2 separate regions of the Rattus norvegicus genome follow, and region 1 is linked to region 2. Evidence: chromatin contacts called from public Hi-C data. All regions are on one chromosome and are shown on one strand. The core of a region is the stretch at or near the end of the contact, and the rest is flanking DNA. Distances in the headings are between cores, read along the strand shown.

Region 1 (2,700 bases), core at 143-2,642, 680 kb after region 2:
ACTTATATTTATTAATGTACTGATTCATCTCACTAAGACAGGTTTTCACCATGTGCCCTAGACCATTCTGGAATTCAGTATCTTTTGTCCAAGTATTGAGATTACAGAATTTCAGGGTTGGGGGTGGAGAGATAGTTCAGTAGGTAAGAGTGCTTGTTGTTTCTGTTAAGGGCTGGGCTTTGGTTCCCAACACCCAAATCAGGTCACTAACAGCTCCAGGGGATCTGTCCTACAAAGCACTAGAACACACACACACACACACACACACACACACACACACACACACAGAGGGGTTGGTCGGGAGGGAGAGAGAGAATCTTACACTTAATTAAAAAAGAAAAAGGGGGCTGTGTGTTCTGGTAGAAGGTCAGTGACTCAAATGACTGGGGGCTGCATTCATGGTTATCCATCCATCCATCCATCCATCCATCCACCCATCCATCCATCCATCCACCCACCCATCCACCCATCCATCCATCCATCCATCCACCCATCCATCCATCCATCCATCCACCCACCCATCCACCCATCCATCCATCCATCCATCCATCCATCCATCCACCCATCCACCCATCCATCCACCCACCCACCCACCCACCCATCCATCCATCCATCCATCTCTCCCCCAGGGCGCTTAGCTGAGCTGGCTTCCTGGTGATAGGCGATACAGTTCCCATCCTTGCAATGAAGCTTTGACTTTGCTTTCCCAATCTTTACATTTGCTGCATGGAAGGGGAAGCCTCAGTCACACTTGGCGAGTATGAACGTGTACACAAGTCGGATAGTTTGAGGAATTGTGCAGAGAGAGAGCTGTCTACGTGGCCAGTTTGTGAAACCTACCGTGATTCGTGGGATGGGGGTTAGATCAAGACCTTTTTTTGTCCTAGATTTGGATTCTATCCCCCTCTGTGTCAGACAATGCAAAGATTATGTTGTATATGTTGTATCGTGCACCTACTGTGTGCCCAAGATCTATACCCCTGGACCTCCATACCTCTCTCAGAACCAGCGCTTTGCACACGAGGCTGGCCTAGAGGCAATTCAGCCCTAGGCTGCGGGCCTAGTAGCCTCTCCTTGGTTTAGTGCAAATCTCCCAAGCTGTAGCTGCAAAGGGGACAGGAGCATCGCGGTTCCTGCAGGCAGGGAGAAAGGCGCCATGGGGACCAGGGGCCCGTCCGCTACCGGAGGCGGGAGTAGTGGGAGCCACAGCTGTCAGTGTTGCACCCAGGGACTGCGCCCCCGCTGGGCCGACCGGGCGCCAGGGCGGAGAGGAGGGGTGGCGAGGGGCGGGGCGCGTGGGGCGGGACGGAGGAGGGGCGGTGGCACCGGCTGGCGGCTCCGGCTGGGCGCGCCGAGAAGTCCCGCTCCGAGAGCCGGGAGTAAGGCGCGCTCCGTATAGTCCGGAGAGCGAAGTCCAGAGCGCGAGAGCAAGGGTGGGAGAAAGGGGTGTCCCCGCGTCAACACCAGGGACCTCTTTCCCTGCCACGATCCAGCCCCGGGTAGCCGGTGGCGCTGGCGGCGCGCCGCCGATGGAGTTCACTTGAGCCAGGAACAGGCGGGAGAGGCAGGCCGGAGCGGAGCTAGTCCCGCGCGCCCCGTAGCAGCTTCAACCTCAGCTTTCCGCACCGCAGGCGGGCGACACCCGCGGCAGATCGCGACTCCCGGAGCGTGTCGGTGCCACGCCGCGGCGGGCCCAGGACCCATCAGATCAGCCCGCGGCAGTGCCGTACAGGCGGCACCCGCTGTTGGGGAGCCCGAGGCGGCCGCCGGGGAGCTGCTTTCGCCTCTGCCGCCGTACGCCCTCCTCCTCCTCCTCCCTCTCCCTCCTCCCTCCCTCCGCACATGGTCTCCTTTGTCCTGTCGCCGCCGCAGCCGCCTCGTTCTTAGCTCCGCGCGCCGCGGCAGCGGCTCCCGGGCCGCTGCTCTTCAGCCCTGCCAGGTCCCCAGGGCGCACGAAGTTGAGCCCCTGGTTTATGCCAGCCGGTTCCCCGCGCGCCCCGCAGGAGCAACCAGGAGAGCGCGCGGGCCGGGCCCCCTCCCCATCTCCCCGCCACCCGCCCGGGACTTGGCTGCGTTGGATGTGCGCGCGCGGCGCTGACTCCCGGCTGCCGTGGAGGAGCTGGGTGCTGCTTCTGCTGCTGCTGGCTCTGCTGCCGTTGCGGCTCCGGTTCGGATTTGGTTCGCGTGCCTCGGCTTTGAGACTTTGGAGAGGAATTAGCAAAACACACAGACTTGCGGACCTAGCCGGGCCGGCTGGAGTTGGGCGTTTTCTCTGCCTTGGGTTTTGGTTGCTCTCTCCCGGTGGTGCGTGGTGATCTACCCGGAGGGAACCCAGCGGAGGACTCAAACCATGAACTTGGGGTTGACAAGACCACCGAACCCCTTGCGACCAGGTAACGTTGTCCCCCCCCCCCCCACCGTTGGGGGTGGGGGGGGCGACTCGATTGCCCGCCGTCCGCGGTTGCGGGGGAGGAGGCAGGGGTCGAGGGGTCTTTTGTTGCGGCCGCAGCCGGGCCAGGGTGGTAATGTAGGCGGGCTGCTGGCGTCTGGCGGGCCCGGCCTTCCTCCCCCACCCCTCCCCCGCTCCCCTTTGTACTTTCCTAGCTCCCTGAGCCGGCTGGGCTCGGCTCACCGGCTGTGAGCACCTACCCGGGGCGGCCCTAGCCAACAGAGGCGATCCCACCTCTAGGAGTGGACCCA
Region 2 (2,700 bases), core at 154-2,653:
AGATAGAGAAAAATTGTGAGGATGCACTGAGGGAAGGCTGAAGAGGTAAACCATGACATTTGCTAAGGAGGACGTTTCAGGAGGAGTGTTAATCAGGTTATCACGTGGGCATTATATTTCCATGTTACTCTATGTTGTTTATTCACTTTATTTCAGTAGAAAGGTTATTTGAAACTTTGATACTTTAAATGCAAAATGTTATATAATAGTGCTTCTCTAGAATATTCTGCACAATTGTTTAAGCTTGGGTAGGCACAGATAATGGCTGTGTGAAATAGTCACCCCTAGAGGAAAAGTTACCACATCAAAGCCTGTGTGTTCTTAAGGGAGGAGTGATTAAATACACTGATAGATATATAAGATTACTTGTATTTAATGGAAATCTCCAGTGTTTATATAAACATTGGTGGGTTTAGTATGTTTGTAGTAAGCTTTGGACGCTCAAAGCATGACCTTTTAATTTAATAGTTGAGTGTCTGTTGCTTGGTTTTTCTTTTTCTTTTCTTTCTTTCTTTTTTTTTATATATATTCTTACCTGGATTTCGAGTTTTCTGAATAAACATCTTGTCTTTATTGCCTTTGTGAATTCTTGGAAACTGCAAACTGCATGGGTTGTTGTAGGGTTTTTATTTTTTTCTTTAATTTTTTCAAGCTTTGCTGTGTATGCTTAGCTCGCACGACACTTGCGGTCTAGAATGGCGTCAAACTTACCACAGTCTTGCTTTCACCTCTGCCCTTGGTGCTGGAGATAGGAGCCTGAACCCACTCCAGGCTTTAGTCTTCTGTTTTGTCGCTGGACTTTTTCAGTCTTTGGAAGACAAAGGTGAGTTACTGTTTGAAAATTTAATGAATAACCGTTACAGTGTGTCAGCGTCTCCTGTGAAGGTTTACTTAAAAATGTCTGATTTTTGCTGCTCGGTCTCAAATATAGTAATTACCTCCAGAGCCTAGTTTCTGTCCTGAAATGAACCTCACACAACCTTGTTGGTTTTAGTGGAAATGCTAACATCTTTTCTAACATTCTTCTGGAATGTTCTCTAGGCTCTATATTAAAAGGACTGTAATATTTAGAAGTGGATGCAGTAATAAGGAGGGTCACAGGTCCTGCAGGGAGGCTGACAGCTGAGCAGATGAGATTTTAGGGTGTTGTTTTTGTTGTAGCTCATGTGAAGCCGACAGACTCCAAACCCAAATCTGTATTCCTCTTTGGAGCAGACATTAACCTCTTTTTCCAGGCCGAGACAGTGAAGTGTATCAGTTTTGGTAGCCTGGGTTATAAGAAACCTAAATTAGTTTGAAGTGGAATTATCCTGTTGAAAGGGCAGTTGAAAGCCCTTGACACTGGACAGAGGATTGTCTAGTGTCTAATCTTGGCTCAGAACGCAGCAGACATAATGAGAGTCATTATGAACTGGTGATCTCTCACCCCTCCCCTCAGCAGACCACATTAGACTTGCAAAAACAGAGAGCACTGTGTGTGCTTGGCCCTGTGCCTGCCCTGTGCCAGAGGAAGAAAAGTCTACCTTGTTTGTGCTCCAACCAGATACTGGCGTATCCTGTTACTGCTAGGCTGGGTTCTGAGCTCCTCTGTTCAAGCTCGTCCTGACAGATGCTGTCATGGCTGACCCTTAGCAAGACAAATGCAGCCACTTTGCCGGAGTTGGCTTCTTCCCAGCAGTGCTTGCCAGTGTCCTGAAAGCATTTTCCTGTGTCTTTACCTGTGGTCTGTTACCTCCGTCAGGATCTGAGCTGCCTTCAGAGTCTTGGCCATATCTGGAAGCATTGTATAGTTCTGTTAGTTCAAATAAGTAGAGTCCCTCAACTTGACTTCCTGGTCTTTCAGCAACAGATGTTGCTTCAGTACATCCTGAGGATCCCTGGGAAGGCCTCCTGCTACAGAAGCAGAGTGTTCGTAGCTGTGTGTCATGGACTCTGGAAACACCACAAAAGACAACCCCACACACGAATATGGGGCGGTGGGCTCTCAATGTTAACCTTTGCCCAGGAGGAATGGCATTTGTGTTGTATTGTAGGTGGCTGGAAATGAGTGGGGTGAACTATGGTTAGTGTTTGCTTCTGAAGGGTTCTGGCAAAGAGGCATCATTGTGGAATTTTACAACAGATGGGAGGCTTCTGGAAATCTGTGTGAGAGTGAGCGAGTATGAGTCCCCCCCCCCCTCTCTCTCTCTCTGTGTGTGTGTGTGTGTGTGTGTGTGTGTGTGTGTTTAAAAAGCATTCTGGCAGCTGTGTGGGGAAGGAGTGGACATACACACTCACACGCACACACATGTGTGTGAGTGATGCTCTGTGTTTCCCTATCAAGCTCTTATACTAAGAGACTGGTCTGTTTATTAGAGAAAATAGGTGGAGAGGAAAGGATTTAGATATGTAGATATGTCTTCCAGGAGAATGTAGCTAACAATTGTAGATTGAAAAGGTGCAACAAGAGATAAAACAGAGTTAAGGAGAATGGGTCTGTAGTTTTCGTCTGACATGCCAGAAAGAAGCTTTTGAAGATGTATACATGGCTTTGTAGACACATCATGACTTCAGTCTGGTGAACGTGACTTTTACCTTGCCCTTGAGGTGTATTTTAGTTGATAGAGGGCAGGTTTGCATGCATGAAGCCTAGTGTTTGACTTTGAGGACGTTAGAAACTGTGTATTGGGATGTATAGTGGTCATCCTAACACTTGGAATA

Evidence for each region. A called contact is a pair of places that touch in the nucleus more often than the background predicts.
Region 1: a contact with region 2 is called in a Hi-C map of Schwann cells, with 9 times the contacts expected there. The contact joins two enhancer-like sites. A contact is called at or near these places in 1 of 12 Hi-C or Micro-C datasets (Schwann cells) and 1 of 1 datasets of contacts at active chromatin or transcription factors (oligodendrocytes).

Annotation. Positions count from the first base shown.
Region 1 is chr12:30,729,994-30,732,693 of GRCr8, forward strand. The region is part of intron 5 of Auts2 (activator of transcription and developmental regulator AUTS2); the gene reads left to right. Among named protein-coding and RNA genes, the nearest start is that of Galnt17, 230 kb to the right of the region's middle. Within about 2 kb of position 1,393, at least 46 of the 93 cell types and tissues checked have an H3K27ac peak or open chromatin away from gene starts, as enhancers often do. A contact at or near this core is called in Schwann cells, where this site is marked.
Region 2 is chr12:30,054,183-30,056,882 of GRCr8, forward strand. The region is part of intron 2 of Auts2 (activator of transcription and developmental regulator AUTS2); the gene reads left to right. Among named protein-coding and RNA genes, the nearest start is that of Auts2, 320 kb to the left of the region's middle. Within about 2 kb of position 1,404, at least 26 of the 93 cell types and tissues checked have an H3K27ac peak or open chromatin away from gene starts, as enhancers often do. A contact at or near this core is called in Schwann cells, where this site is marked.